Linked DNA regions of Tachysurus fulvidraco: region 2 is linked to region 1. A link is a contact called in public Hi-C data. All regions are on one chromosome and are shown on one strand. The core of a region is the stretch at or near the end of the contact, and the rest is flanking DNA. Distances in the headings are between cores, read along the strand shown. Region 1 holds the start of si:ch211-107m4.1 (heterogeneous nuclear ribonucleoprotein U-like protein 2). Region 2 holds the start of LOC113654841 (kyphoscoliosis peptidase-like).

Region 1 (6,126 bases), core at 2,585-5,084:
CATGTTTTTAATAGTTATGCTGATATTAATAATACAGCCATTTAACAGTTGTTACTCCATATATATATATAAAAATATAAAACAGGCTCTCATACTTCTTATGCCATTATTAGCACTAGAGACTTTCATATTTGCTCTCATATAAACCATGTTACAGCCTTTAATGTCGAAGCGTTTAAATGAAACCACTTAAAAGATTTATTCGTTTATTTTTAAAAAAATATTCTAATTTGTTCCATCAAAAGAAAAAAAGGATAATTGGATATTTTACACATAACATTGTCTTTTTTTTTTTTTTTTTTAAATGAGGCTTTATCCAAGATCAAGAATTAGACAGACTTTGATCCACAGTAAATTCTTCCTGTAAACATTTTTAATTATTTATTCAAGGTTAAATTGTTTGAGTCTATTAAGCACTGAAAAGGAGATCCTGGACATTTGTTTATGAGCTGATTATGTAATGATGTGAAGAACACTCTAGATATACAGTACACAGTAGAGGATATACACTGACCTGACTCAGGTGATCGTCATAGAGTGCTGTGGTAAAAAGGTTATGCAGCAATGCAAGCTGGTCCTGAGGGATACATAAAGTGAAACACTTACATGTGCACTCATGCGCTCCCCCACTCACGCGCTCCCCCACTCACTCTAATACCTGAAACTTCTCTCCTAGCAGTTTGTGTGCTATTTCCTCCTGCTCGTTAGCAGCACGGCTGCAAAAGTGAGAAAACAGCCTCTGCCAGTGCCCCTTATCTTGAGCCTAATAAACAGACAACATTAAACATAAAGAAAAAAATACAAGTACTGTAAGAAAAGGTTCAAATTAGGCAGCAAATGGACTAATCTTCTAGCCAAAGCCATTCTCAGGCACTCACCTAGTTAACAAGAGAACAGATTACTCATTGAGTACAAGCTATTCTCTCAGCACAGTTTCAAAAAAAAGTTTACTAAATCCTTCCATTATCAGAGCTTTTACTCTGAGTTAGCTTAGATGAAGTAAAGAGAGAAAGATTAATACCTGCTTGACAACTGCAACCATTTTGGCCATTAGCATGATGCTGGAGGTTTCTGGAGGATAGTGTGCACTCCTGAACACACAATTTACATTTTGAATTTCAGTATTGGATCCTATTTGTTTAATCAGCATAATGATTAAGGATTATGAGCATATTTGACCAGTTAAAAAATTGCAATCATTACATTTCTCAGTGTTTTAACCATCTTTATAATTTCTATACAGATACATATTTTATTTTCCCTAATATACAAAATCTTTAATGCTCCATTTATATGTTATAACATCTAACAAACACACAGAGATGGGAATTTAATTAATACATCAGATTGATAATCACTAAAGTGTTGTGTTATTCAAGGATCTAATGCAGCTGATTATGTTTAACAAAGGAGAAAAAGAAAAGAAAAAAAACAAAAAACAGATGAACTGATTAAAATATGCTCACTCACGCAGCTCTAATCGTGATGGATCTCTCACAGCAGCAAGTTTATTCCCGTGGATTATTTTAATTTGATTATTAAAAGACTGATTCTTTGAGAGGCTTTGTTAGTTCACACCATTAAAACCTGGTTATTTGCATCTTCATCTTTTAACTTGCTGAGAGCAGATTTACAACCTAAAGACAAAATGACGTAGCGAATACATAAACGGACAAGATTAAAGCAGACACGTGAGAGTCTTGTGTCTCACCTCCATGCATCCTGCAGCTTGTTGATTGGATGATCATTATCTTGATGTGAAGGGCCCAGACACAGAATGTGGTGATATTGATCCCATGCAGCCTGCCTGCACTCGCTGCTACAGTACATCATCTAACAGAACACAGCAATGACCAAAACAATCCATAAATACAGCAATTTATTTATTATTTCATATAAAAAAAAAAAAAAATTTTTACAGCTTGCTGGGGTCAATATATGGTTGAAGATCATGCACAAGGATGGGTAAAATAATGAAGATGTAAGAGACATGATTCCTATGTATATCTAATAGGAGGTTGGTGTCTTTTCAGAGAGTCACAAAGAAACAAAACCAATTCTTGATTTAAACAGTAAAAGTGCCATCAAACATCAGAGTGATGCATGAAGCTGTCATTTTATCATTTAGATTTAATATCACAACAGTTTGTTTCCACATGCCACCTCCAAAAGGTCTGTACAAGTACACAGGCCTTTCCTAATATCCTACAACTAATAAAAAGATGCAGGAACAATAATGACAAGAAAAGTAAAGATCATAACAGTCTTTACGTTATATTAGCATGTAATAACTTCTTAAAACAGAGCAATTAAACTTCTAATGGACCACATCTGAGGAGAAATTAGTCATGTAATACGATTCTAATAAGTTTTCCTTATAAGTGATTCATAACGCTATCCTACAGGACCCAGGTTTTCAGAGAGAAGCCAAGACTGAATGCAAAACACACAGGGAGAACTAACTGATGATGTGGTACCTGGCAGTGAGTACAGGCCTGGTGCAGCTCAGGCCGGACTTTACACAGCTCAGGGTGGGGGAGGCTGAGGGCAGGCCGAGCGCTGAGCCTGCGTGCGTTTTCCTCTGCTGTCTCCAGAGCACGCAAACAGTACTCACAAGCTACAGAAAGGAGAAACTGATTAACAAAAACAACTCCAGCACACACAACTCTTACTTATATGCTTTACATGCACGCATAAGTATTTGCCCCTAAACATTTCCACATTTTGTAGTACTAAAATAAAACGAAAATGATTTACACAATATAACTTACATTTAAAGATGCACCACTTATACAACACACTACATCATTAATACAGTTTAACGTGATGCATGAAGCTAATGCTGAATATTGGTTTCTGGGCTGAACAGCTGCTGGTGTATTAGATGATCAGTAATGGATCAGTATTATGTGTAGTCGATCACTAATCTAGGAAAAGGTTGCAACGAGGAAGAACCACACTGTCATTGGACTTCCTGAGGCAACTGGTTAGATGCGGAACACCACAAAACTGCTCACCTTTATACTTGTACAAAGCATTCCACAAGAACTGAGCAGACACAAGGGGACGCTCAGTAAAGATTGTCTCGCCCTTTTTGAACGGTCTCTTGGCGAACAGTCCTTTACCCTAAAAGATCAACACAGAAACCGTGTTAAAGGTTTATGTTGTGTATCTCAGGCCTGCAACCAAATGCAACCAGCTGCCTTCCATCACCCATCGATTTAAACCAGAAATGACACAAATACCACTTTAATATCAATATAGTTGTTTGGCATGAAATTTGTGTGCCATTCTCACACAAAATGTAGCGTTATGTTTAGAAAAGTAACTAGAGATCTCTGGTATGCAAGTGTAGGAGCAGACAGAGTCGTTTAAAACGAAACGTATGGAAAATAAAAAGTCGGGATGTTGATATCAGACCATTTTTAACAGGTACACACCTTGACGTTGTCGATAAATCGGACTTCCACACAGTTAGCAGTTTTACCGGGATCACCGCACCGCGAAAACATGTCATCGAAGGGGGCCGCCATGTTGTAAAATGCGTGTCACCTTTGAACTCTGTGAGGTTATCCAATCGGACGTTTTCTTCTTCGATGCGTGTTGACGTCACACATAAAAACAGTCGCATTTTTTATTTTATAAGAGCGAATAAGATGCATATAAGTTGAAATACTTTTAAATCATGTTTTTTTAAATTAAAAAGTGATACATTTTGTTTTAAGAAAATTAAATCACATTCACGGTTAGTACCAGTAACAGGAGAGGGGGCGTGTCACGATTGGTCCGAACGATCTGAGTAGGTGGGGCTTATAGATTACTGGCCAATGAGCAATCAGAAAGCCTTCTTGAATTTTTCTGGCCGTTCAGCTGCTACGTGTTGTGGTGTGTTTACGTTTATAGACGTGTGTTTTAGACGTTTTAGTAGTTTGGTTTTAAACCCCAGTTTATTCACGATGCTGTTGGAGGACGTGAGGAAGCTGAAAGTGTCCGAGTTGAGGGCCGAGCTGCGGGATCGTGGTCTGGAGCCCAAAGGGCTGAAAGCTGAGCTTGTGGCTCGTCTGATGTCAGCCATCAGGAGCACAGAACCTGGTCACAGTGCACAGGAGACTCCCACACTAACATGTCACACTGTAGACACATCCACAGGCTCTGCATCTGGGACAGCTTTAAATAACAAGCAGCAAACTGTGGAGCAAAAGCAATCAGAGGAAACGTGGAGAGAAGCGAGGTCCTGCACACAGGATCAGAGCACACAGACAGACAATGACACTGCAGTCCTACAGTCAGTCTGCTGTTGTTCTAACAGGACAGAAGGACCTTTTAAAAGCCTGTATGTTCTCAGCAGCAGTGATGTGCATCAGGAGGAAGAGCAGTCTGCATCACTGGAGAGTCATCAGTGTGAGTCAATTCTACACAACACTTCATGCACTTTATCCTGGAACACAAGTGTATAATTAATGATCTCTTGCTTGTGGTCACTAACGTTGGATCACTACTGATCAAGTCAAATAGGTTTTATTGTTGATTTAACCATATGTAGCTGTTGCAGTACACAATGAAATGAGACAACGTTTCTCCAGGATCGTAGTGCTACATACAACAACACAGAGATAAGGACTAAAGTGGTATGTGGTAGCTCAGTGTTTAAGGTGTTGGGCTACTGATCGGAAGGTCATGGGTTTGAACCCCAGGTCCACCAAGCTGCTACTGCTGAGCCCCTGAGCAAGGCCCTTAACCCTCAGTTGCTCAGTTGTAAGTCACTCTGGATAAGGGTGTCTGCTAAATGCCGTTAGTCCTTAGGAAGTAAATGTAAAGTAAGTTAGTCCTTAGGAAGTACCTTAGGAAGTTAGTACTTAAAGTGCATCTGTTATGGTGTAGACAGTGCAGGCAGGGCAAGACAAAAAAACGCAGTGCAGAAGAAAAAGCCAAAAGAAGACAGTGCAGGCCAAGACAAAAGACAGTGCAGGAGAAAAAGACCAAAAAGACAGTGCAGGAGAAAAAGACAGTGCAAACAAAAAATACAAGACAATACACAAAAGGCAATACACAAGACAATATACAAAATGTGATATGCCAGATATGCAGAAACTGCAAAATATGAATCATTTAGATAACTATAAATCATTGCATTTTTTTATTTAGTCCTGATTCAGCTTCCCGCATCGCCTATATGATGTTGAGGATTTTTACGCAAGACAGAAACATTCACTGATGCTCAAGCATCATGCCAGGGGGGTAAACTTTTAAAGACAGTGTGAAAATCACCTCTGTCAACTAAATAACAGCAGTTCTGTACTCAGAACTGGTCTCTAAGGGCCTTTTTACATCTGGTCACTTCATGTGTTTTCTCTGATCCGATAGCTATCTGATTTGTTAAAACTGTTCCGTTTCCATTAGGCCACATAAACGCATCTTGGCGAATCTGATATTGATCCGATCTTTCTACTCCAGCCCAAAATGCAAATATATTCGACCTCATTTCCATTTATAGCACTATGTCACTTGCGAGTGACGTACTTCCGTTTAGGAGGAGTATAGCACTGATGTATTTGGCTTGAACAACCTGTCCAGTTTCATCTGAAACGCGTCCCAGGCCACCTCCTGAAGTGGTTTGAACCATCGGATTTATATCCATCTCGAAAACGTTTCGGAGGGCATTTACACCTGGTCTTTTTACCATCGGATAGCTATCTGATCACAGAAAACGCATGAAGTGACCAGGTATAAAAATGCCCTAAATCTGCACCTAGGTGGACCAAAGAGCTAAATTTGTGTGATAAAGTGTGTATTATGAGCATGCCATGCAGCGTTGCTCTACCCAGTCAATATCAGTTAAATGGTGGTACTTTTCATTTGTTGGACAAGGTAGAGTGGTGCAGAAATGTTGTATGTAACAGCAATCTGTAATACACTTACAGACTGACCTAGATGTTACATGGACCTGATTTCTTATTTCCCACAGTACCCCGCATGGCTCCCGTCATCACGGAGACCAGGAAAGGAAAGGAGGACGAGTCCAGGAACGTCAGCAGACCTGACGAAGAGAGGGGCCGAGATTATTACGAGTTTAAAGAGGAGATCCAGTATATGAGGTGATCTTCAGAGCAGTTTTTTTTTACCTAT
Region 2 (6,271 bases), core at 661-3,160, 150 kb before region 1:
ATACTATATGTACAGACACTGATTGTATGGCTATGTGAACTACATAAAAACTAAGCCTATTCCAGGAACACTGGGCATGATGCCAGTCCATTTCAGGACACTGCACACATATATTGACACGCATTCATGCCTAGGGGCATTTTATAGCGATCGATCCATCCATCTAGCTGCAGGTTTTTAGAAGGGGTCAAACCTGACGTCCTGGAGCTGTGAAGCAGCAATGCTGTGACAACTGAACTAAATCTACAGAAACAGTTATAAAGACATACTTCCTGTCATAAATGCTAATATTAATATATTAAAACCTTATCTAAATTGTACATGACAAATTTCAGGCAAAACATTATTACAGCTGACTTTGCTGTTCCATATACATCTAGTAGGATCTGATATAATTCTATTTCTAATATATTTATGAATTTTACGCTCTGCTTCTTGTGTAAAGATAATTTACCTGTCCTATTTATACATCATTATGAAACTCAGAGTTATACAGAGTAAGATTCATTGGTCGTGGTGTTCTAATGAAAGTCTGTCAGATCTAAATCTGCGAATATGTCTGCAGAACCAAACACTGATCAGTCACACACTAACATGCTCTCGGTCACCCTCATTCTCTCTCACACACACACACACACACACACACACACACACACACACACACACACACACACACACACACACACACAATGATTCAGCTCAACACAAAGAACACACTCAGTTCAGTCTTTGTTGTTGACATTTTCAAGACTTATAATTGTGCATTGTTATCTAGTTTTTAGCTTCTGTGTTCTCCTCAGCCTTGTTTATTGTCCTGTTGCATATCACCTGACCACGGCTTGCTTTTGACCTTGCCCTTGTCTCGCATTTGGAACATTTTCTTATTAATCTGCCTTACTGTATCTGCACTTGCATCCTGACAGCCTTCTTTTTGTCTGTCATTGTCAACCTAATGTCACCTGAAAGTATTACAAACATGTGTTATTCCAACTTGACATCCAAACTGAAAAACAGCAATCTTTGACACATTTTGGAAAAATATTTATAAATGCTTATGCAGATTTATGTCACTTCTCATAAATGAGTCTACAATGAAGGTCATAACTAGAGGTGATGAGTGGTGCATGTAGGTGGAAGGTATCAACAAACCTAGCATTCAGATAGAGAATATAATATAGCTTATGCAGGTGATTGTCTGAGGATAAGAGAATTGTGTCGTATAAGGCACGTTCAGTTAAAAATAAACAATAAGATAAAAAGGCCAAAGATTAGTTCAAATTAAGTGCAACTGAATAAGGAACAGAAATGTATGCATATTCTTTTATTTGTAAATCAGATTTAGTGGTTCCAGGGTCATACAATGAAAGGGTTAACGTATTTTGTGGTAATTTGACAGACTGGCCAACAGAACAAGGTTCGTGACCTCGACCAAAAGGGATGCCCTTAAATGTCACGCTGTGGAAATTTGAAAAAGTTCCAAGTTGTTGTGAATGCTTTGTTTAGTGTTCTTGCTTAGAAGACTTTCTTGCTTGGACATGTAAGACCAGTACTACCCCTTCGAATAAGATGAGATTTTTTATGGGTTCTTGCATACAGCACAGTGTGTTATTCAAAGTAGGAAACATTATAAGCAGTTGGAACTCAATGTGCTGGAGTCTGCTTTTGTATTTGATTTCCAAAATTCTTATCACTACAAAACTCCCAGCCTAAGGATGTGACCACAACTACTTTGGTGCCTAAAAGATAAAATGCAATGCTTTTCATTCATGCATAGAAACCAAAAAATGATTGTGCCAAAAAAAAAAAAGTTTGAAATTCACCCTGTTTAGTTCATGGAGAGCTCTGATGGCCTCCTGGTGTCCCCCAATGCTATAACTTTCCCCTCATGCTCCAGTATCTGATGGAAAATCCTGATGTGCTTTGTAGTATTTTTAGGGCTGTCATCCCCCTGGATCTGTCTGTGTTACATACCCCAGCTCTGGGCATAGAGGTTATATAACAACCTTCAGTCTCCAGGAGGTTGGGGCTAAATGATCAGCCTAATGACAAAGACGACCAGCAGACACATCAGTACGCCATCAAAGAAAAAGATGTCCCATAAGGTAGGAACTTAATCTCCTATGCAAAGCAAGACATGGAATTATACAGGTGGCACAAATGAGTCAGGCATTTTCACTGCTTTGCCTCTAGCTTTTTGGCTGCATTTTTAATGGTGAGAGACAAACTAGAGATGTGCTGGCTTTTTTTTTTTGCCTTATCTTTTCAGCTGTGAGTCTTCAGGAGATTTTCAAAATTCCATAATTCAAAGAATTAAATTAGCTGTGCAAATGTGTTTTGAAGGATGTTAGACAACTAGGTCTGCGTCTTGAATAATAATAGAAATGTTTTATAGATGGAACAAATGTAGAAATTTGTATATATGTGCATTTTTTCTAAATTTTTGGACAAGAACCTTATACCCATCTGGCTTTAGTAAATAACTTATTGTATTTAGCACTAAATGAACCAGAATTACTCACGTTCTCATGTGTACAGCAATAATGGCCCAGTGCTAAGAAAGTAATATGAGGGTCATTAGCAAAAATGTTGGATCAAATCTGTCCAGTATATGCTCTTTTTTTATGCTTCTTAAAATGAACCGTAGTCAGAAAATGTATGACACTTGTGAAAAGTTTCACATTTATTTGTAAATTTTATTTCGAATGCTATAGAGCTTTATGAATTTAAAACTAATGGGTTCGGTAAACACATACCTAGCTATGTAACATACTTGATTGCAGTCATGTATTCATTTCTTAAAACACCATCAATTTAGATGGTTAAAAAATCACCACAAAAGAACCACAGTTATTAGTCAAAAGCAACAAACCTGGAATGTTACAATGACAATGAATATAAATAATAGGATGGGTTTGGCTTTGATGGTAGCTAATCAGCAATACAGAAAAGAAATCACACTGTCATTAACATTAGTGTTAATTCATTCAGACATCACAAAGCTCTGGTGGAATACAAAGCACTAAAGAATTCTGACAGACTATCCATTTGAATCACTATCTACATGCAGCAAAAAACTCTTCTCCAAAGAAAATAGGTGAGACATAAGTAGGATATAAGAATGTGCTTTTTATTTTTATGTCAGTCAGTTATGACTAAGCAGAACATACAAAAGCTCAGTTTTGAAGAATGGTATTAGTTCACAATATAAGCGGAAAATTCATTCAAATTGTCCTGACTAAAGACCTTACTGGAATGTTTCTATTTTTGTACATATTCTTGATTGACACATCTGGAGCGAAGGATGCAAAGCTTCAACCTCAATTTCTTTTCGAAAATAATCCGCTCTGAAGCAGTCACCCTGTGACCTGGAGATTGTGAGTTCGAAACTCGTCGATACCGTATCGTATCCATCCCTGGCTGCCAGTCAAGGGAGCAAAACATGTGCTTTGTGTGTGGGAGGGTTTGTCATTTTCCCTTTCCCCTTTGTCAATCATAGCAACACTAGCCAATCATGGGTGGCTGTGAGCTTAGGTAAATGGAAGAGGGCTGAGTGTGTTCCACTGCTCCGTGAAGCAGTCAGAAATGGATGTGTCAGGCTTCAACCACACTGGTGTCACAATGCAGAGGTTGAGATGGATGTAAAGTTCAGCAGTTTAAGCAGTGTAATAATCAGAGCAGATTGGTCCAAAATGCGAGACTGGATGAAAGACAAGCTGGCTGTTTGGTGGAGAATGGCAGGTGACCATACTGGTCAACTAAAATGTAGGAAAAATACATTCTAAAACTACATTCACATGTCACACGTCACACTGGTGGAAGTAGAAAGAAATACTTATTTCCTTACAAATTCATGCTTAATGTAATTTCTTACCTACTCTTTCTTACACTCTTTCAGTACAGATTTGACAAATATAAGTGACCATGATGTCTGCTGACCTAAAGATTTCAAATAATATACAAGAGCTCTGCCAGGCCACTTGTAATGCCAATCAAATGTGCCATGAAAATGAGGACAACAACAATAACATCAATAATACAAGTATAGCAGGTGAGCCCTTGCTTCCCCCTAGTATGGTGCCTCAGAGCCAAGAACAAGAGCACACACAAGAACACAGAAGTGAAAGGAGTTTCAAGACTCAAGCTAAAGAAGATGAAACAAACGACCCCCGAGGAGATCCGTGTAACACAGTATTCTCTACTAAAATCTCAAACAATAAGAACCAGACAGAAATGGCAACACTAAAGCATGCTGTTTCAACTAAGAGTTCAGTGTTTGAAAAATGGGCTGCTATGGATAAGGTGAATCAGAGACCCCTTGCCAAGAGACAGCTTTCATACATCAGCCAAACTTCCACTTCCAGAGCTGTGAAGAAGACTTTGGTGAAAGAGAAAGATCTGACTAGAGAGAAGGTGCCTAGTATTGCTACTCAGCAGGACACGAAAAATGATCATATGATCTTGAACCAGCGTGGGTGTAGAAGAAAACTACAGAAGGAGCTGATCTCCAACCTGGAAGATTTCTACAGAGTGGACTCACACGCAATCGGTGCTAGCCAAGAGGTGAGAAATATGTGTCATCTGATATACCATTTGAGGTGTTGAGGATTTGATCCGTTTATATGCTTGCAAAGTAAATTAAGGCGCTCCTTATTTAATCAGCAATGTGGTCATGTATGTTGTGCAGCTAAAGAGTAAGAAGATCTTTTCAGTACAGACTATTGCCAGAACCATCACCAAGGGAACGTCTACTGATTTAGAAAGACTTCGTGCAATCTGGATCTGGCTCTGTCATAACATCGGTCAGTTTTCATCACTTTCTCTCTTGCAACAACTCTATGAACTTTGCCAATTAAAGCACTGATCCCTTTCCCTAGATGCTAAACAAACACCTTTTTTTTAGATCCATTTATTTAGAATTTAACATTCTAGAATTTTTAACAATAGAAACAAAATCATAGCATGACAAAGCAGTTCTGACCATCAAGAATTGATAAACCAGAAGTGCTATAATATAAAAGAATTACGCAATATATTTAAACCTGGATGTGAAATAGATCCTAATTAGAATGTGTAAGATGAGGCCCATAAATGAACATTATCTGATTCTACCTTAGGCATTATTAATGATAATTATGCTAGTTACATACATGTAGTTCCACTACAAGCAGAACATGACAGTGTTTACATTTGCAGTTCTGGATTGCGAGACATTAGATATGTTTGCTCTTTGGTTTGAAAATTATTTGTATCGGTTTACAGCTTATTTTTAAAACTTGGCTAGAGGAAGTGTGTGTATGTGTATGAGTGTGTGTATCTTTGGAGTGCAGTCAGATTTTCTTCTGTCAGTTAGGATCACCACACACATATATATATTTATATATACAAAAATATTGTGTTTCTAAAAACACATAGCCCGATATAAATGTGTTGTACAGATACAAAGTTGCACAGATCTTAGGTGCACTGAAAATTTGCTTTGGTTAACCTTTTTTTCCCAGTTATCAAAAAAGTATTTGACAGACAAACTGAAATATATGCTGCTATTGATAACAGTGTTGTTCTGTACAGAGTATGATTTGAATGGGTACCTGGGTCTGACTGAGAAAGCGTCTTCTCCTGAGCAGGTTATTGAAACAGGTCGAGGAGTTTGCTGCGGATTCTCCAGTGTCTGCTTACAGCTGTGCAAGTAAGAGCATCATATACTGTAGTCTACTATCCACCTCTAATCGTCTATGTTGATTAGTAATATGAGGATAAATAATAATGTTGTAATTTATATATCTGATGAGGGTTTTTTATACAATTTGGCAGGTTTTAGTAAAATATTTGCTCTAAAGGAAAAAAGTTTTCTAGAGATGTGCCAGTATCTACAAATAAGAAAAAAAAAACAAATACTATATAGCAGTACGATGGAGAAATCTTTAGTATACCTGATTTGTGCATCAGCCATCTAAGAGCCATCTTTTAATTTAATTACTCACTCACTCATTCATTTTCTACCGCTTATCTGAACTACATCGTGTCACGGGGAGCCTGTGCCTATCTCAGGCGCCATCGGGCATCAAGGCAGGATACACCCTGGACGGAGTGCCAACCCATCGCAGGGCACACACACACACACTCTCATTCACTCACGCAATCACACACTATGGACAATTTTCCAGAGATGCCAATCAACCTACTATGCATTACTTTGAACCGGGGGAGGAAACCGGAGTACCCGGAGGAAACCCCCGAGGCACGGGGAGAACATGCAAACTCCACACACACA

What was found. Hi-C and Micro-C count contacts between places; a contact is called where the count stands out from the background.
Region 2: a contact with region 1 is called in a Hi-C map of muscle, with 3 times the contacts expected there. The contact joins the promoter of LOC113654841 here to the promoter of si:ch211-107m4.1 in region 1. A contact is called at or near these places in 2 of 4 Hi-C or Micro-C datasets (muscle and ovary).

What each region holds. Positions count from the first base shown.
Region 1 is chr10:15,632,881-15,639,006 of HZAU_PFXX_2.0, reverse strand. It overlaps si:ch211-107m4.1 (heterogeneous nuclear ribonucleoprotein U-like protein 2), which reads left to right and starts at 3,834. Exons shown (of 14, transcript XM_047819345.1): 1 at 3,834-4,401; 2 at 5,966-6,095. The coding sequence starts at 3,957. It overlaps smyd5 (histone-lysine N-trimethyltransferase SMYD5), which reads right to left and starts at 3,599. Exons shown (of 13, transcript XM_027165165.2): 1 at 3,441-3,599; 2 at 3,018-3,126; 3 at 2,478-2,617; 4 at 1,712-1,833; 5 at 1,022-1,091; 6 at 659-763; 7 at 515-577. The coding sequence starts at 3,533.
Region 2 is chr10:15,781,559-15,787,829 of HZAU_PFXX_2.0, reverse strand. It overlaps LOC113654841 (kyphoscoliosis peptidase-like), which reads left to right and starts at 1,910. Exons shown (of 7, transcript XM_027165109.2): 1 at 1,910-2,102; 2 at 3,896-4,560; 3 at 4,685-4,799; 4 at 5,569-5,686. The coding sequence starts at 3,922.